6 separate regions of the Mus musculus genome follow, and regions 2, 3, 4, 5 and 6 are each linked to region 1. A link is a contact called in public HiCAR-type and promoter capture Hi-C data. All regions are on one chromosome and are shown on one strand. The core of a region is the stretch at or near the end of the contact, and the rest is flanking DNA. Distances in the headings are between cores, read along the strand shown. Region 1 holds the start of Zfp760 (zinc finger protein 760). Region 2 holds the start of Zfp40 (zinc finger protein 40). Region 3 holds the start of Zscan10 (zinc finger and SCAN domain containing 10). Region 4 holds the start of Cldn6 (claudin 6). Region 5 holds the start of Zfp945 (zinc finger protein 945). Region 6 holds the start of 6330415G19Rik (RIKEN cDNA 6330415G19 gene).

Region 1 (3,306 bases), core at 512-3,011:
TGATTGGGTTACCTCACTCATGATGATATCCTCCAGATCCATCCATTTGTTTAAGAATATAATAAATTCATTGTTTTATAGCTGTGTAGTACTCCATTGTGTAAATGTACCACATTTTCTGTATCCATTCCTCTCTTGAAGGACATCTGAGTTCTTTACAGCTTCAGCCTACTATAAATAAGGCTGCTATGAACATAGTGGAACATGTGTTCTTATTACATGTAGGAGCATCATCTGGGTATATGCTCAGGAGTGGTATTGCTGGATCTTCTGGTAGAACTAGAAAACTCATTCTCTAGAGAAATTATACAAATGCAAAGAATGTAGTAAATCCTGTATTGAATTATCTCATCTTAAAAGGCATTACAGAATCCATACTGGTGAAAAGCCTTATAAATGTGATGTATGTGACAAATCCTTTAACCAGTGCTCAAGCCTTAAAACACATCAAAGAAGTCATACTGGGGAGAAGCTTTACAAATGCAATGCATGTGGAAAGTCATTTCCTCAGTTGTCAGCACTTAAAAGCCATCAGAAATTGCATACAGGAGAGAAGCCTTATAACTGTAAAGAGTGTGACAAATCCTTTATTCACTATGCCTCATATAGAAGGCATCAGGAAACTCATTCTCTAGAGAAATTATGCAAACACAAAGAATGTGGTAAGTACTTTCTTGAGTTATCACATCTTAAAACACTTTCCAGAATCCCTACTGGTGAGAAGCCTTACAAATGTGAGGTATGTGACAAATCCTTTATCCAGGACTCACATCTTAGACGACATCAGAGAGTTCATACTGGAGAGAGACCTCACAGATGTAAGGTGTGTGACAGATATTTTGCAAAGGGTTCAACTCTTCGAGCACATCAGAAAATTCATACTGGAGAAAAAAACGTAATAAAGCAATGATTGTGATATACCCTTTATCTAGCATACAAGTCTTAGAAGACATCAGAGAGTTCAGATTAAAGAGACCTTACATCTGTAAAGAATGTCACAAATCTTACTCGGTGCTCAACTCTAACAACACTTCAGAAAATTCATACTAAAGAAAAAAATACCCTTCTAAATAATGTGCCAGAGCATTTATCCGGTCTATACTTACAAATCACACCAGTATAAATAATATAAACATAAATATCTGGACATGGTGGTATAGAACTTTAATCCCAGCACTTGGGAGACAGTGCCAATTGGATCTGAGTTTTGAGTTTCAGGTTTTGGCTTGCCATTTTGTGTGTGTCCGTTGGGGATCGGACTCTGGCCTCTGAATTTAACCTGCTATTGTTTGATGTATGTAGCCCACAGGCTGCTAGTCAAGTCGAGACTATCTTGCATCTGAAAGGTTCCGAATCAAGAGTGTGGGGCAGGTTCTGGGGTGCAGTGTCCTACTAGATCCAGTTCTGGTCAAGGATGGCAGTGCTCATGGTGAGGCTGCGCAGAGAATGTGCAGAGCAGCCTGGCGTCTGGAGCTGTGTGGAAGGCAGCCTGAGACGGAGTGGGAGGGACCGGTCTCCACGGGGCGGGAAAACTGGTCTAGAAAAATAGAGCGAAGAGAAAACTAAAGCCCGCATGGAAGGCCTGGAAAACTCAATTGGACAAGGGATTTGAACCAGTGGGCTGGGTCAGAGAACCTACGTAACCGGAACCTATCTATAATAGGCGGACCCAAAGGCGGCTCCAGTGGCCGCAGGAGGGAGGGGCCGGAAAACCCTCCATTCTCTGAGAGGAAATCTTTGTTTAAGGGCTGGACGGCCGACACTGGCCAGAGTTTCAAGTAGATGTGAAAACTTCCTGCAGCCACTGGAGCCTCGTAGAACGGTCTGGGAGACTCGCCGGTCCGCACCACAGTGGCGGGAACCGCAGCCCGGCGATCCTAGCATCTCCCAGGTCAGAAGAGCTGTAGTAAACAGGTAGGAACTGGACCAGGGGCATGTTCAGTTTTCTGCTGCTCATAAGGATACCGTTTTCACAATTCTGGTGAAGGGTAATACCCTTGAAGATAAGTTTGAGAACATATGAAATGGGACACATGCTGATTTTACCATTTATCCGTGGTTTCCAGAATATTCTCAAGACTGTATCCCTTAGACTAATTGAGTTTATGTTTTGACCATTGAAAACACTATTCTTTTTGCTGTTATGCAAAAACTAAAACTGTTGGCATTTTCTAACGCCCTTGGTCTACCCGTTTCGTATTCAAGAGAGAGGAATTTGACATGGAGACTTTAAGGTCCCAGAGAGCTTGTTAACTACCAGCCCCATAAGGAGTAACTGCAGATTTTGATCAGTTTGTGGATTTTTTTTTTTTTTTTTTTTTGCTAAGCTACACAGTTATGTTTGTAAATTTTAACAATTCTTAAATAAAGGTTTTACTCATCACTCATTTTGCATTTGAGATGCATACACGCTGATGTGAATATAACAAATATGTGTTCTTATGCTGAGGTTTTAAGGCACACCTCAGGAGTCCAGAGAAGTACAGTATGCATGTTGAGAGTGAGGATAACAGGCCACACTGTTTACATTAGAAAACAGTATGTAATGGGACAAAGTTAGAAAGTATCTTTTCTGATGCAAGAAACACTCTGACAATGGACAAAGGGCAAACTGTTGCTTTGTAATTTCAGGGTTGTTGACATGCGGTGAACTTCTCTCAGGAAGAAGAGGAAATGCCTGGACCTCACTCATAGGGTTTTGTACTGAGATTGAATATTGCAGAATTGCAGCAGTCCTGTTTCTGTGAGTAACAATAGTCTCTTGCACTTTTCCTTGCTCCTCGGGGTTCCTGGGGAAATTACTCTGCATGTGTGTGAGCTGTGTGTGAATGAGATGAGCCTCACATCTCACAGAAGAAAGTGAAAGCCTCAGAGAAAAAGACAAAGTTTTCATGAAATTTCATCTGTTCTTCATGTTTGTTATTTTGGGATGTGTAAGGCTTCTTTCGTTTTTGTTCCATGATGAAACTAGATACTCAGTAGTTTATAATATCACTCCAGTAATACAGATTCATTTTTTTCCCTTGAGTTTTGATTGAGCTATGATTAGAAGTAGGATTCAAGTTATGGAAACTCAAAATGCTCCCTGAATATTTTCAGCATGCTGACCCTATGTAACAGTTGGGGGATCATTTGTAGAACCCTCTGTTCCCTTTTCTGTATTTCTGCTGAGCATAGTACTGTGTTAGAAATCCTGGTACTTACTGAAGAATCTCTCATATGCAGGGCTTGCACTTTTCAGCTACACCTGCTTATCGTCGAGCAGGACAAAGTGCCCTGGAAGGTGGAGAGAGAGGCATCAGTAGC
Region 2 (3,072 bases), core at 426-2,925, 1.5 Mb after region 1:
AATGCCTGTCGTTCTCTAAGGATTTCACTTTACTCTGTGAGATGTAAGACTAATCACACACATAGTGTAGTTTTCCCAGCACCTTGAGGAAGAACAAGGAAGACTGCAAGAAAACTATTCTCACCTAGAGAAACCAGACTGCTATACTTCTCCAACTGGAGATCTCTGTAAAAGCCCCGTGAGTAAGGTCTAGGCCTTCACATTCCTCCTGCACCAAGTCCACCTTCACAGCCTTGAAGATCAACAGATCCTTAAATAAAAAAGTAAAACAAACAGTGACAAAAAGCAGACAACAGTTTGGCCACATGTGCAAGGGCAGAGTGCTTTTTGTGAAACAAGGAGTCATTCATTACTCTGATTCCAGTGAGCGAATACAATTATTGAAACGATGCTTTCTAATTTTAGTTTTAATCTAAACTGAGTTTGCTGACTATAAAATCATGATTACACATTTCTGAATTGTGTATTTACACTCCAAATACTGTATTTATAGAGTGCTTACATCTCAAGACAGAAAATTAACAGGGAGTAAAATTTGCTTAGTAAACATTAATGTTTACAGCAGTAACTTTGGCATTTAATAAAGTACTGCTATGGGTAGCTGGCCAGAGATGACCACTCAAACAGTTTATAGCCCACTCAAAGTCTTTATTCCAGCCGGTTGAGACCACACCCAAGTGTTCAGGGACCTAAGTGTTTCTGTGAATGTCCAAAACATAGGGGTTTTAAGGGCAGGGACCTCATCCAGGCATCTTGCATAGCAGCTGCTGGGGCCATTCTGCAGAGTAAGTAGTTTGAAGCAAGCAGTTTTTAACAGTAGCTAAAATAGGAGGTTAGCCATCCTGATGGGAGGTTCCAGCACACCAGCAGCTAGGATCTAAGGTTGACTGGAAGAGGTTACTCAAAAACTTTAATCAATGGCTAAGTATGGTAGGTTAGCTAGGACATCCTGACCTAGAATAGAGTTGGGTCGTTTTTTTCATGGGATTCTCCATCAAGAAAATAATTTTTTAGTTAACCCTGGAAACGGTCTCAGCAGGAATACAACAAGATGGAGGAACCGCTACACTGTTTTGCTCTGTCACAGTGTATATTCTGATTCTATCAAATCTGCACTGGTTCTTCATGCGACTAGTATCTACAAAGCTTTCTGCTGTGCTTAGTCCCAGGGGCAAAGGACAATCTCTGAAATAGGCAAGTAGTAGAACACAGAAGTTAGAAAAAAGCATGCATGAATTTAAATTCCAGCAGCTTTGTAACTATTACAAAGCAATGAGAAGCCTGCTTGCAGACAACAGATGATGCAAATGCTCTAGCAGATTATTTTATGAAAATATTCTGGCCAGCATAAGATAAATGCAAAAATGACGATAAACCCCTGTTCATATGATTTCAATCTTCCCGACAATGGTAGGCTATCCATGGTTAAAAGATTATCTACTACAGAATTGTGAGAGCGGCTTCCTTTGAGCAGCCTCCACCCTTGCTCCCGCCCGTTTCCCAGCCCCGCGGCTCCTCTGACCTGGGCGTTCTATGGCTGCCGGGCTGAGGCTCAAGCTACAGCGCTGTTGACTAATGACTTTCTCAGGACTCCTCTCGCGGCACCTGTGGATGCCTGGAATTTTCACGCCCTCCTAGAGAAGCCCGTGTCCTCCACCCCGGATTCCGGACCTCGCAGCTTCCCCGGTCCCTCAGTGAATGGTGAATTTTTCTGTCACTCTGTGCAGGCTCCTTGGAGCACCGCCCTAGCTCCGCCCACCACACGCTGGTTCCGGTTACGTGAGGGTTTTTTTTTTTTTTTTTTTTTTTTTTGTAAGCCCACCCCTCCCAAGCTCTTCTCTTTCTTTCTTTCTTTCTTTCTTTCTTTCTTTCTTTCTTTCTTTCTTTCTTTCTTTCTTTCTTTCTTTCTTTCTTTCTTTCTTTCTTTCTTTCTTTCTTTCTTTCTTTCTTTCTTTCTTTCTTTCTTTCTTTCTTTCTTTCTTTCTTTCTTTCTTTTTTTCCAAGTCTATCCGATTGTTTTCGTTTTTAAAAACTTCCTCGCCTTCTGATCAGGCGAGTATCCCCGCTCCGCGGAGGCAGGTCCCTCCTAGTCAGTATTGGACAGCCTGTCACACAGCTCTAGCTGTCAGGCTGCGCTGCACACGCTCAGCACAGTCCCACCCACCCACCTACCAGGCTTGCTGACAGCTAGACCAGAACTGGATCTAGTCCGCTGCACCCAGGTCTGACCCAGACCGTGGCTTCTGAAGTCTTCAGATAGAAGTTATTCTGCCTAACTTTTCATCTTGAGATACTAGCCTTCTGGACTACAGCAAAAAGGAATCAGCCGACACCCTAAATTCTGACTTTTGTTCCGCTCCCAACATTATAGTAAACCTAAGGTTAAAATGCCCTTGACCTAAAACAGACAAACAAACAAACAAACAAACAAACAAAAAACCCAAAACAAAACAAAACAAAACAAAAAAAAACTATAGCTGTGTCCTTTAAGGAAAACACTGTAAGTGGTATCTTAAAGATACATAGCTCAAAAACCAAGAGTCAAATTCAAGGAGAACAAAGCAGGTTGAGCATGTAAATGAACTAAAAAAAGACAGGAACAAAATGATTTGTTGGGGGGAGGGGGCAGATAGCAAATGCTGATGGAAATGAGGACGACTTAAGATATGAAGATTGAATTCAATAAGTAGCTAGAAACATCGAAAAAGTCCAAACTGAAGTGAAGCAAGAAATCAAAACTGCAATGTCTAATAATAACTCAGAACAGGTAGGAGACAGAATATCAGGCTTGAAGACAAAGTACGGGAGCGGGATGTCTCAGTCAAAGGAAATGATGAATTAAAAGAAAATACACAAGTAGCACTGTTTAAAGGCAGAAGTGAAATTTAAACTGTGCATCCAACACTTATATGAAATAATTTAAATTTTAGACATTAACAACTCAATCTGGAGAGCTTTACTGGGAAGCTGGGTAATTATTTTCATAACTATGCAAATTGGAGTGACACTGAAAAGCCATCTGCATCCTTCTCTCACAGACCTTCACTATTACCAGCCAAACATCTAAAATTT
Region 3 (3,349 bases), core at 445-2,944, 1.9 Mb after region 1:
GCTCCCACCATCCGGCCCACCTCTCTTGGGTTGGGGCTTCTAGAGAGGAATCAAAGTTGCAGGATTGTGGGAGGAGTCCGCAGCAGGAAGTTGAGGTGCTCTGCCATTGAAAAACTGGAAATCTCTTGAGGGCGGTGCCTAAGTCAAGCTGTCGCTCAGCCTTTTCCTGTGTCCTGCGTGCTAGGCGTTGGGCTCTGTGCTGAGGACATAGAGCGCAGTAAGAAAACTGGTGCCTACTGGGTGGTCCAGTGAGATCCACCCCACACAGTTAAAAATAAGCTGGATGCTGACCCTAGCAGGGAAACTTAGGAGCAGCCAGAGCAAGGCTGGGCCTAGTCACGACAGTCTGAGACATCAGGGCTTTGGGGGCGACCAGCGCCGAGTTTCCTTGACCCCGCGAGTGATGTAGTGCACTCTAGAACGGGGTGGACACTCCAGATAGCACCACTGATTCCCGGAAGGAATCCTCCTCTGTATTTGGGAGCATGTAACTAAGAAAGCCCATCAATGCAAAGGGGAGAGTTTGACTTTAAAGTGGGCTCCAAAGGGTTTGTGGAGGTAACTTCTCCTGAGAGGCGGGGCGAGGCGGAGGGCGCTGTTAGTAGGACAAAGCCACTAGCAGGATTCTGGTGGGGGAGACTTTTAAAAGCTATATGGACTGAGGAACACTCATCTTTATCACATCTTCTTGTCGGTGTATGTTTTAATTTTTTTCTCACTACATTTATTTATTTACTTATTTATAGGTTGGGTGGGGGCACATGTGGAAGTCAGAGGACTACTTGTGGAAGTCAGTGGCCCAGGTTTTTGTTTGTTTGTTTTGAGGCGGGATTTCATGTAGCCCAGTGACTTCAGACTTCATATTAGCTGAAAGAGGCCTGCCTCCATTTCCCAGATGCAGAGATTACAAGTGTGCACGATCATGCCCAATTTTATGATGTGTGCTTCCTGCTTGGCAGGAAAGCATTCTACCAACTGAGATGTATCCCTTTGGTTTTGAGTTTTTGAGACAAGTTCACTCTGTTACACCAAGCCCATCTGGAATTCAGGGCACTCTTCCAGCCTTAGCTGAACCTGGAAAAGATAGCACTGCAGGTGTAAACCATCACACCTGCCTTCTGTCCCCCTCCTTTTCTACTTTGAGACAAGGTCTCACCACGTAACTATAACCTGTAACTCAATATGTAGACCAGGCTGGTCTTGAACTAATAAGAGATCCACCTGCCTCTGCCTCCTGAGTGCTGGAATTAAAGGTGTTTTCCACTCTAATTGACCTATTTTATTTTCTTACAACTGCAGTCTCATCTGTTCCTTGGAATGCAACCCCCACACCCCAAATCCACCTGGGGCAGGGCCTCATTCCTCAGTTTAGCTCCATGTCCTTAGAGCCTGCTGTTTAATAAACATGTAGATAAATATTTGTTGTATGAATGAAAAGCCAAGCAAAGAGGCCTACACACAGCAAGCACGTAAAACAGAAGCTCTTGGCCCCAAAAGGGCATCAGTCTGTCTCCGCGTAGATGGAGAAGCTCTGGCTTAGAGTAACTTAACTCTTACAGAAGCTTGGCAAAGTTAGAATCTGGAGTCATCACTTTTCCCTTGGTTTGTTTCTGGCTCCTCCCTCTTCCTTACCCCACCCAGACTGGGAGGTGAAGGGTTAATTCCTGGAAGCCCCTTTATCCCCTTACCTGAAAGGGATGGGTCAGGCAGGGAACTTCCTGTTCCATTTCCCGGGATTCCTTTCCCAAACTAGGCTACGCTGCCTCTTACCCTGAATTCTCCCAAGGATCCCCAAACATCTCGGCCTCAGGCGTCGGTACCTGGAGTGGTGAGTTGGAGGGCTGGGGTGTAGGCTTACAGCACTGTGGAGAGTGAAGGGTGTTTCGGGGGACCTACTGGTAGGCTGAGAGCTAGAAAAGTCTTGGTTATAATGAGCGGGTAACTCGTGCTGGAGACTCCAAGGCCACACAGCATGATGCATTTGTGGCCTTGGAGACATGAGGGAGGGTCCCAGAAGTGACGATGCCATGCGTTCCTAGCACCAGAAGGGGATCTCTGCCTTAAAAAAAAAAAAAAAAAAAAAAAAAAAAACAAGTTAACAGAGTTGAGCAAGTTAGACTGCTAGCAGAGAAAGGGGGTTATTTCTTGCAGAGGACCACTCTAGCTCCCTAGTGTGTAGGTGGATTTTATAGCAGTACCTACATACAAATTTAGACCGGCCAGATTTCACTAAAGAGCTTTCTCGCCCCACACCCAGCCAACCCCCTACAGAGGTGCATATTAATAGGCCTTTTGTCCTGGAGACCTGGGGGAGGGACAGGCTTTCTAAGGCCTACTTGCCTGAATTCCATCTCTTGGAAACCTCTGGCAAGTCCTCACCTAGAAATTCCAGCTGCTGTGTGGTTAGGCGGGCCTTTGACCAGAATCTAGAATTCTCTCTTTCTTATCTATGCTGTCATACTCCAAGCTAATACTGGCAAAATTTCATGGGGTAGGACGCAAATAGTGGGTTCGGAACCCCATTTCCACTTTAGCAAGCAGTATTGCAGCACCGGGTGAAGCTGTGAGTAAATCACCTTGGACTCTCTGAACCTGTAGGATTAATAGGTTGATCTAGCAAGTGAGTCCGGGCGGGATGAAGTGAGCAGCAGGCAACTGACTGGGCTGCTAAACGCTTGGAACTCACGAGCATCTGCTGCAGAGTGGCCAGAGTGACTTCACTCTCTAATTGTTTTTATTTTTTTAAGGTTTATTTATTTTATATACAGAGGGTTTGTATGAATGTGCATCTGCGCACTATAAGAGGGAACTGGGTCCCACCAACAGTTGGGAGTTGCCATGTGAGTTCTGGGACTTGAAGTCTCATGAGCTCCGGAAAAGCAGCCACGCTCTGAGCCTGGAGCGCCTCCATATCATATTTCATATGCTTCTTCAGACAGCGAAATGCAATGCTGTTTCCTGTGTGTGTGAGCCAGAAATTAGGGCTCGATGTGCTGGCTGGGCACAGGCCCTGAAGATACTACTCCAACCCCTCTTTGTGTTTTTATTTTTGAGAAAGAATCTCACTAAGTTGCCCAAGCCAGCTTTGTACTTCACTTAAGTCCAGGCGAGCCTGAAACTTTCAGTCCTGCCTCACCTGTGGCTGGCTCCATAACCTCTCTCTCCTTTTCCTTTTTGTTTCTAATATGTTTGTTGTTTTCTGAGACAGAGTCGTGTATCCTTGAATCACCAACTGAGCTGAGGATGACCTTGAACTCAATTGATCTTCCTGTCTCTACCTCCCAAGTTCTAGGATTTAGAGGACATTTGTATACTGGGGATTGGACCCACGGCTTCCCACATGTTTGGT
Region 4 (3,037 bases), core at 276-2,775, 2.0 Mb after region 1:
TTGTTTGGATTTGGGGGTGGGGGGGACCAACAAAATCTCATACTCTATCCCAGAGTAGCCTCGAATTTGAAACATTCTGTCTCATCTCAGCCTCTCAAGTGCTAGGATTGTAGGCAGGAACCACCACACCGATTTTCTTTGGTTTGGTTTAGTTTTTTAGCTGCATAGCTTAGGCTGATCTTGATGTTGGCATTCTCCGGTATCAGTAAACAGTACTGCAAGCATATATAGAAATGCTACTTTCTTTTTTGAAAGATACCTTTTATTTGTGTGTGTGTGACACATATGTTTGAGTGTCTCTGGAGTCCAGAGAAGGGCAACGGATCTCCTGGCAATCGAATTTCAAGTGGTTATAAGCTGGGAGCAAAAAAAAAAAAAAAAAAAAAAAGAGCACCTGGAAGAGCAGAAAGGCTAACCCATGAGCCATCTTTCCAGACCCACGTGCTGCTTTTTTTGGTTGGTTGGTTGGTTGGTTGGTTGGGTTTTTGTTTTGTTTTTTTGTCTTGGTGTTTTGTTTTGTTTGTTTGGTTTGGTTTTGGTTTTGGTTTTTCGAGACTGGGTTTCTCTGTATAGCCCTGACTGTCCTGAAACTCACTTTGTAGACCAGGCTGGCCTCGAACTCAGAAATCCACCTGCCTCTGCCTCCGAGTGCTGGGATTAAAGGCATTCGCCACCACGCCTGGCTCTGTGTTTTGTTTTGTGACAAGGTTTCACTGTGCCCTGACTGTCCTGGAACTCACGTTGTAGACCAGGCTGGCCTCAAACTCACAGAGATCCGCTTGCCTCTCCCTTCCCAGCCCTGGTATTAAAGGCATGTGTCACCACGCCTGGCCATATATGTTGCTTTCTGTTGCTTTCTTTCTTTTCTTTCTTTCTTTCTTTCTTTCTTTCTTTCTTTTTTTTTCTCCAAAACGAGTCTCTCTGTATAGCCCTGGCTGTCCTGGAACTCTCTCTGAAGACCAGGCTAGCCTCTAACTCAGAAATCCGCCTGCCTCTGCCTCCCAACTGCTGGGATTAAAGGCGTGAGCCACCATTGCCCGGCTATATATTGCTTTCTTAAGGGCCTCGGGAAGAGCACGAGATGATTCAGTGGGTAAGATTGCCTGCTGCCAAGCCTGGCAATCTGAGTTCGATCCCTGGGGCCCACAGAGTAGAAGAAGAGAACAAACTCTGATCATAGGTATGCAGTGTGACAGGGTGTCGTCGTCGTCGTCGTCGTCCCCCCGCCGTCCCTGCCCCCCAAAGAGTCACAAAAAAGAGTCACAAAAGTAATGTATCCTTAGGTAACATACAGACCTGTCTTCATTCGCAAAGCGAGAAACTGGGACTGGGGAAAGTTGAGTAAAGTCTCAAGTCATAGCCCAGGTTACTGAACTCAGCAGGTTCCGCCCTTGGAGTGGCCACCAACTAAGGGAACTTTGGGAAACGCACGCAGGTGGCTATCGCCGCAGGGGTCTCTGCTCCTCCCAAAGAGAGGTGGTCCAGTGACGTCATTGAGACTTTAAGACCCCTTGCCTCCGCCCTCATTCCTACTTTCGACCTGGAAATCTTAGCAGTCTCTTTTGCAGGTGAGCCTGGGGTATGTGTGTAAATTGCGGGTGTGAAAATACGCAGGCAGGGGATGTGGCAGAGTGCGTGCGGGCGTGAGTTAAATGCTGGAGCTTTGATCCTGGTGGCGGCCACCTGCGGTGGCCACCTAGGCAGGAGAGGGTTGCGTCGGGAGAAGCGCTCGGGTCCCCTCGGCCCCAGAAAAGTTAAACACCCCTCCCCCTCCCCTGGGACAAAGGCACCGAAACCTGTGACGCCCCTCCTCCACCTGCTTGGCCACTTTGGGGCGGGACTCCCTTCCCCCTCACCTGCAGGCGCGGACCCAGCTGCGGGCGCCGCCATTAAGCCCCTCCTGGTCTCGCACTCCTAGGCTCGGATATCAGGGGTGGCCGAACCGGACTGGACGTCCGCAGACAAAGCTGACCGAGCACTCGGTAAGTAGAGAGGGACAGAGATGAGAGGGAGAGAATGGTCCCCAGCGTGAGCCTGCAAGTGAGAGGAGTCGAAAGGGGCCTATGCCATTCTTAGGGGCAAGGTGGACTTGTAGAACCGAGGGTTATGAAGAGCCACAGCAGGGCGCCAAGCAGAACTGATTCCCTTCGTATCAACATCATGAAGAGCAAAATGAAGGACACAGGTGCCTGTCACAAAAGGCACTGGGATCTTGAATTTTAGCTCCTTAAAGCTGTGTGGAGAGGGGAAAGAAAGGTAGCACGGCCTTTGGTCTAAAACTCAAAAGGATGCTCCCAGCCTCGAGGCCCGCACCTTGACCCTTAGAGGTGGAGGTGGGTCAAGAAAGAGCTGGTAGCCTAGGAAAATCTGTTTTGTGGCAAAAGGGCTTGTTTTTCCTTATCTCTCTCACCCTATAGGGTGGGCTGGACCCGGACTGGCAGGGCTTCCAGCAACTTCCAGGGATTGGGAGGAGCAGACCTTGGAACATAGGGAGGGCGAGATTTCAAGGAATTATACCCACCTGAAACAGAGCTGGGGGTTTCCATTTGAACCTTGCTTGGGTGGCAGGAGGAAGCTTCAGGTCTCCTCTGAGTGCTCACGGGATAAGGGTGGGCCTGAAACTTGTATCGAGAGCCCGACCAATCCAAAATTATACTCCCGACATGTCATTGTCTTTGTTCTGATAAAATGTACCTAAGGATGTGACTCAGCTCCTAGACCGCTTGCCTGGCGTGCAAAAAGCCGAAGCCCTGCCTTACCCCTCTGGTGGTAAACCCTGCAGTCCCCGAATTCAGGGAGTGGACACAGAAGGTTCAGGAGTTCACAGCCAGCATCAGCTATGCAGGGAATTTATGGCCAGCCAGCCTGGGCTACATAAGACCCTTTCTCAGCTAAGATATAAAAAACAAAACTAAACTAAAATCTAGACACAACTGTCGCTATGGGCTGTCCTGTGCTTCAGGTATGTCTTATTTCCTGTCCCTTGCATGAAAATCAACAGGATTTCATTCTCCACCTGTCACAGTCTAGGAAAGAA
Region 5 (2,882 bases), core at 367-2,866, 1.2 Mb after region 1:
TTCACACATATGCCGAAGAGTCCTTTTCCCAGGAACCCCAAGGAAGACTCCAAGAAAACTACTGTGACTCACAGAATCCAAACTGATGCACTTTTCCAAAAGGAGGTCTCTGAAAAAAAGCCCTGACTGCAGGGTCTAGGTAAGAAGTCCATAGTCACAGAATTCAATATCAACAGACCATGAAATAATGAACAGTTTGGCCACATGTGCTTTTCTTGAACTAAGGAGACACGTTTCTGATGTAAGTGAGCAATCATAATTATTCAAAAAGGGCTTTCTAATTTTATTTAATTTAGAGTGAGTTTTCTATCTATAACAATAAGGTGGCTTGACATTGCCCTTCCACAGCATGCATGCTGGTCTGGCCTTGTTAGATATCAAAGGAGCTTAGGAAAAATGGCTAACTGAGGTGCCTATTAATATATCATAGTGGACATCTTTGGATAACTGTTTCCTTGGCACCTGTTTCCTCTCTTGGGAGCCTCCTATTCCCTAACTCCCCCTTTCAACCCCCCAAGTCACGGCCAGGTTAAGTTTGGACCCTTCCAGATACCTCTGTTCTCTCATACTGTGAAGCCCAAAATTAACATGTAAGCACTACCTACCCAAGAACCAAATAACTTCCTAAAATGCTGGGAGTTGTAGTTCTTGGAAAAGTAACAAACTCTCATGGGAATGTATGCAGGTTTGTCTTTATAAACTCCTGTAGCATGAGGCCAAAGTCCATAGCTTGGTCAGTATTTAATATTTAATAATACTTGCCCAAATGGTGGTACTGATTTGTCTCAGGCAAATCTCAGGATTAACATAACTTACAATAAATTTTCTCCTCAACCATACCTTAGAGCAGTCACGTCCTCAGTTTTCAGTTGTAACTCAACATATAAAGACACATTTCTGACTGCAGTATTTACATCACAGAGTGTGCACATCTAAGATGGAAACCAAAACCAAAACCAAAGCAAAACGGGGAGTAAAGCTTTGCCCAGTAATATTTAAAGTTCACAGCTCTAACTATGGTGCTTAGTCATGTATATTTTCTGACTCAATCAAATCTCAACTGGTTCTTCAGATGACTAATATCTGCAAAACTCTCCGAGGATGCCCATTCTCCGGGCCAATGGCCACTCTCTTGAATAGGAAATGGTGGAACAGGGGTGTTAAGAAAGCATGAGTGAATTTGAATTCGAGGAGCTTTGTAACTGCTGGAGCAAAGAGAGCTCTGCGTGCGAACTGCAGATTCTGCAAATGCTCTACGAGATTATTTTCGGAAAATATTCTGGCAACCATAAGATAAACGAAAACATCACGATAAACCCCCAGTTCATAGGATCTCAAACTTCCCGACAACGCTAAGATAACCATGGCAGAATTATGAAAGCGGCGTCCTTAAGAGCCGCGGAGGAAAACACACCCCTGCTTCTCCGCTCCCACCCTTTTCCCAGCCCCCCAGCCCCTCTGACCTGGGAGGTTCCCGCTGCCGGGCTGCTGACGCTTCCAAAATGCTCCCAGAGGCACCTGAGTCTTAAGGAAGTTTTCGGGTACCCTAATACACGGCCGGGTTCTTCCAACCCCACTTCCAGACCGTGCGGCTCCCTGAGTTCTTCAGGGAAAGGTGGAATTTCCTGTCACTCACGCTTGTTTTCTTAGAGAAGCTCCTCCTGTACCCGCCCAACATAGCCCACTTCCGGTTATGCGATTCCTTTAAACCCGCTTACTATAGGCCTGTTTTACTTTAATTTACTTTACTTCCCAGCTGGTTTTGTTTTGCCCCACCCCCACCCCCCTAAATCATCTGCTCAGACAGGGGTGTCCACCCATCAGGAACAGCTCCTCCCACTCAGTTTTGGGCAGCCTGCCACACAGCTCCAGCTGCCAGACCTGGACTTGCTCTTTGCTCTCATCATCCCCTATACTTGTTGCCAGGCTTGACCAGAATTGGATCAAATAGGATGATGCACCCAGTATCTGACCTCCAACATGGGTTCTGATCCCATCAGATATGTTATTCTAACTTCCCCTCCTTGGAATACCAGCACACACACACACACACACACACACACACACACAGAGGAGTAAATTCTGATGCTCACTCAGATCCTTTTCCCAAAACAAAATAAAACAAAAATTGAACGTTGTTGCCTCTAAACACTAATCATATCTGTATCCCCTAAGGAAAGGAGCTTAAATATCCAATATACAGAACTGAAAACCAGAGTCATGTTCAAGAAGGTCAAAGTTTGTAAAGTATGTTAATAAACTCAAAATAGGAACAAAATGGTTGTGGGCAACAAAACAATAGCAAATGCCTGAAGGAAGTAGTGACAATATAGAATATGCAAACTGAATTTAATAAGTAGTGCACACTGTAATTCCCCACTCCCTACAATTCTGGCCCATACTTCCAACTAATCTCCTTCTCTCTCTCTCTCTCTCTCACTCTCTCTCTCTCTCTCTTTCTCATATTCATTTCGATTCATTTTGTTTTGTGACCCATCATGATTAATCAGGATCATCTGTGAGACACTGGTTTTGGAACTATGTTTTGGAACCTGCTGGTCTCAGCAGATGAGACACAACTAAGCACAGTGATTTCCCCTTCTCCTAAAACTGACTTATTGCCACAGTCAGGGTGGGGTCCTGTGACCCTCTCCTCTTTGGAGACTGATTGTAGCTAGGGTTAGTCTTGAGTGAGGTCAGTGCAGGTAAATACAGGTGCTCTGAGTCACTGACTACAATAGTTGTATGGAATCTGGAGAATGACATGTTATGGCCATCTCATCTTTTCTCCTTACTTCTTTCTCCTTCCTCTTCCTTAATATTCCCAGAGCTATAGATGGCATGATGTAACTGACTTGTTTATGATTGTGCCCATATACATT
Region 6 (3,097 bases), core at 261-2,760, 1.8 Mb after region 1:
CTTCATGCTTTCTCTTTATAGAGTATACAACTGGCCTATATATTTTACTTGATACCCACCCCCCTCAAAAAAATTAAAGTAAATTAAACAACAACAGCAACAACTAAACAGCACAGTCGGAAGAACCTGAGGTCGAGTTTTGGCTTGAGGCTTGTGGGTTCCGGCCCAGTTGCGTTATCCTCGTGTCCTTTTGACTCTCCTTTATCTCATGTGTGTGTCTGATATAACATATTTGCAAGCTTTATTAAGCCACTGTAACATTAAAGAGAAAATTATTCTGCACAAGGCTCTGTCACGTGAGCTGGTACCCCGCCCTCCCATTCTGTGGTTCTCCTGGGAGTTGTAGGGATGACAACGGTTCCACTTAGACCGAATCCCTTAAATAGAGATATCCCACACACACACACCAGGTTAAATGTCAACTCAATCTGGGACATATTCTTGCTATTTAAAAATTTATATTTACACTGGACCTGTAAGGAGACGCCTCTGTTGTTGTTGAGACAGGATCTCATGTAGCCCAGTGGCTTTTAATTCCCCTGCCTCCGCCTCCTAAATACCGGCATTACAGGTGTGCCTGGACATTGTAAGAAATCTAATTTTCTTACTGTTTCATGGATTTTAAAGCTGTGGACATATAAACCGAATTTACTGCTTTAGTTATTTTCAAGTGTTCAGTTCAGTGACAATTGCATTCACCCAGATAGCCTACTGAGTTTTTTATTTTAATCAAATGTCTTTAACGTTCCCTTGGGACACCTCCCACCCACCACGTAAGCAATCCAATCTAGCATCTATTCGGTTCCTTTCCTTGGCACTAATTCGAGCTGCTCGTAGTCTGTCTTGAGATAATAACTTCACCTACTTAATACAAACATGCTGGTCTTCCTTCCGGGGTACCAGACAAGAGTTTGAAAAGCAAATTTGAGAATGGGAAATTTTAAGGTAGGTTTTTAAAAAGCAAATGCACGCAGCGACCACGAAGGGACTCGAACCCCCAATCTTCTGATCCGGAATCAGACGCCTTATCCATTAGGCCACGCGGCCCTACACTGACTCAGGCCTTAGCTCTCTCCATAAGACTTATTCAAGCGCCTACTGCGCATGCTTAAACCAAAGAAAAATCCTACCTATTGAGCCAATCTATTTAGTGACAGTCTCAAAGGAGCCTCCACAAGTTTGAACCGATATAATCAGACTCCTGAGCAGTCAGTCAGCAGAAGCCCTTCCGGATCCTAGAGGCTCGTCTTTCAGATCTCCTCCATTGGCTGGCCCTCAACTCAAGACCAGGGACAACCCACATGAACTTGCCCTATCACGTCACTGAAGTATCCACAATTGTCTTTTCCAGTCTCCAGACCCGTGCTGGCTCGCCTCTCTGGCAACTCCATGGCCCCAGCGCCATGTGGAGATTGAGACCGCCCGCATCAGGGACTCAGCGAGGCGAGAGTTATAGTTCCGGAGATGATCCTTCCCAGAACTTCTTTCTCCCTAAGCCTCTCCCAGCATATCCAGGTCAGCCTTGTGAGGTTCCGTAGTCCCAGACAGGAAGCACAGACCCGATTCAACCTCTGGTTCCCGAGAGCACAGTCGATCCCCTATCTACTACCAGGTAACTTTCCCCATTATCTCACGTATTTCAGAAAGAGCATACATTTTCCGGAGCACGCCGATCATGAACACATACATATTTATTGGCGCTATGTGAGCTCCCACGCCCAAACTGCTGCATCGATGACAGGGTGTGAAGAGGGGATGTAGGGGAAGTGGTGAGGTTGCTCGTCCTATAAACAGAGCCGGCGCCTGAGCAAGCTGCGGATCTCCAGGCAGGCTTTGCACAGCTCATCACTGTCTGGCCCCAGGACGTCCAGCTCACACACCCGCCTGTTGACCCTGTTGACACTCAGCTAGGCCCTGAGGGGCTCAGTCCATCACACCCACTGCAGTCATTGTCTGCTGGAGGGGTTTTTGCGGAGAGGTCGATACTTTCTGAAATAGTCTATGAATCCTAGGCTGGTCTCAGTCTCTGGTCCTGCCACTACCTCCCAGCTACAGGCATGCTCCTCAATGACCGACTCTTGTGTCTGTTGTTCTGTAAGCCTAAAATTTCAAGTGCTACCTAATCATCTTTGAGCCTAATACTAACCCAGCAGTTTTACATGAGCTCCTTGCTCTCAACCAAAAAGTCCCCCACCCAAAGGGAAAGGCTCCCCACCCCATATATATAATCATATAATCAGCCAGACCAGCATTGCCCACCCTGACCTCAACACAAGAAGAGGACCTCCCTATTAGCCTGCAAAACTGTACAAATGAACTGACCCTATTCTGTAACAACCCAGTGGCACCTCCCTTCCTGCACCCCCTGCTGGCTCCTTCTACTTCCCAGTATACCCCCCACCTCAGTCCCCTCCTCCCAATGGCTTCTGGTGTCCTCCTCTCCTGAACTTTATTTAGTGTATGTAATAGCTGCTGCTGAGTTTGTCTGACCAATGTGCCCTGTATTTGAGCATCTCTTGATGTGAGGGCAAGAGGGAGGGAGGGAGGGAGGGAGGGAGGGAGGGAGGGAGGGAGGGAGGGAGGGAGGGAGAGAGAGAGAGAGAGAGAGAGAGAGAGCCTTCTCCTTGCTTCTCCTTTCCCTGGGTTAAGTGGAAGGTAATGAGAACACTCCCACAGATCCAGCCCCTCTTTCTCCCCTCCTAACCCCGTTCCTCACACCTCAGTCAGCAGCTCAAGGAGATCTCTTCCAGGGTTGGCTCTGATGACCTCCACCAGTGTCTGGACAAAGTCCGAGCCCTTTTCATCCCGATAAGCCACACAGCCTAGGTGAGGGGATGGGGTCAGAGTCAACCTTGGGCTGACATCCCAACCTTCAGTGGCCTATTGTGGGTGGAAGAAGTGAGGAGGGGAAGCAGAGAGCATTCTGGGTAACTGGCTTCAGACCAGCACAGGGTCAGGGACTTCTTGCATCAGGAAGAAGTTGCCGATATTTGTAGAGTGAATATTTGGGTATAATCAATGTACAACAAATATTTACTGTGGACTTGCTAGGTACCAAACAGTGGACAGGCGCCTGAAGCAAGCAGGACTGTCCTGT

Evidence for each region. Promoter capture Hi-C pulls out the DNA fragments that hold promoters and counts their contacts. HiCAR-type assays count read pairs that join an accessible place to other places. Capture Hi-C pulls out chosen DNA fragments and counts their contacts.
Region 2: a promoter capture Hi-C map of liver shows a contact between it and region 1, with 5 times the contacts expected there. The contact joins the promoter of Zfp40 here to the promoter of Zfp760 in region 1. A contact is called at or near these places in 6 of 39 promoter capture datasets (the 3T3-L1 cell line, cranial neural crest, hippocampal neurons and 3 more), 2 of 115 datasets of contacts at active chromatin or transcription factors (astrocytes and pancreatic cancer cells) and 2 of 9 other capture datasets (adipose tissue and liver).
Region 3: a contact with region 1 is called in a promoter capture Hi-C map of the HPC-7 cell line, with 9 times the contacts expected there. The contact joins the promoter of Zscan10 here to the promoter of Zfp760 in region 1. A contact is called at or near these places in 8 of 39 promoter capture datasets (the 3T3-L1 cell line, the HPC-7 cell line, cranial neural crest and 4 more) and 1 of 115 datasets of contacts at active chromatin or transcription factors (pancreatic cancer cells).
Region 4: a promoter capture Hi-C map of liver shows a contact between it and region 1, with 3 times the contacts expected there. The contact joins the promoter of Cldn6 here to the promoter of Zfp760 in region 1. A contact is called at or near these places in 5 of 39 promoter capture datasets (the 3T3-L1 cell line, cranial neural crest, frontonasal cranial neural crest and 2 more), 2 of 115 datasets of contacts at active chromatin or transcription factors (astrocytes and vascular smooth muscle cells) and 1 of 9 other capture datasets (liver).
Region 5: a contact with region 1 is called in a HiCAR-type map of astrocytes, with 3 times the contacts expected there. The contact joins the promoter of Zfp945 here to the promoter of Zfp760 in region 1. A contact is called at or near these places in 4 of 39 promoter capture datasets (cranial neural crest, hippocampal neurons and liver), 1 of 115 datasets of contacts at active chromatin or transcription factors (astrocytes) and 2 of 9 other capture datasets (adipose tissue and macrophages).
Region 6: a promoter capture Hi-C map of the HPC-7 cell line shows a contact between it and region 1. The contact joins the promoter of 6330415G19Rik here to the promoter of Zfp760 in region 1. A contact is called at or near these places in 11 of 39 promoter capture datasets (the 3T3-L1 cell line, the HPC-7 cell line, HPC-7-derived erythroid cells and 7 more), 1 of 484 Hi-C or Micro-C datasets (cerebellum), 4 of 115 datasets of contacts at active chromatin or transcription factors (the NIH/3T3 cell line, astrocytes, large pre-B cells and 1 more) and 1 of 9 other capture datasets (liver).

The regions. Positions count from the first base shown.
Region 1 is chr17:21,705,980-21,709,285 of GRCm38.p6, forward strand. Zfp760 (zinc finger protein 760) reads left to right here and starts at 1,762. Exons shown (of 6, transcript NM_001008501.2): 1 at 1,762-1,914; 2 at 2,632-2,743; 3 at 3,226-3,306.
Region 2 is chr17:23,191,553-23,194,624 of GRCm38.p6, forward strand. Zfp40 (zinc finger protein 40) reads right to left here and starts at 1,676. Exons shown (of 6, transcript NM_009555.2): 1 at 1,523-1,676; 2 at 125-250.
Region 3 is chr17:23,599,132-23,602,480 of GRCm38.p6, forward strand. Zscan10 (zinc finger and SCAN domain containing 10) reads left to right here and starts at 1,695. Exons shown (of 7, transcript NM_001289481.1): 1 at 1,695-1,828. It also overlaps a transcript of Zfp13 not described here.
Region 4 is chr17:23,677,840-23,680,876 of GRCm38.p6, forward strand. Cldn6 (claudin 6) reads left to right here and starts at 1,526. Exons shown (of 3, transcript NM_018777.4): 1 at 1,526-1,568; 2 at 1,919-1,982.
Region 5 is chr17:22,865,518-22,868,399 of GRCm38.p6, forward strand. It overlaps Zfp945 (zinc finger protein 945), which reads right to left and starts at 1,617. Exons shown (of 5, transcript NM_001110254.1): 1 at 1,464-1,617.
Region 6 is chr17:23,549,289-23,552,385 of GRCm38.p6, forward strand. 6330415G19Rik (RIKEN cDNA 6330415G19 gene) reads left to right here and starts at 1,511. Exons shown (of 2, transcript NR_126484.1): 1 at 1,511-1,612. It overlaps n-TRccg2 (a tRNA gene), which reads right to left and starts at 1,047; the gene lies at 975-1,047. It also overlaps the pseudogene Casp16.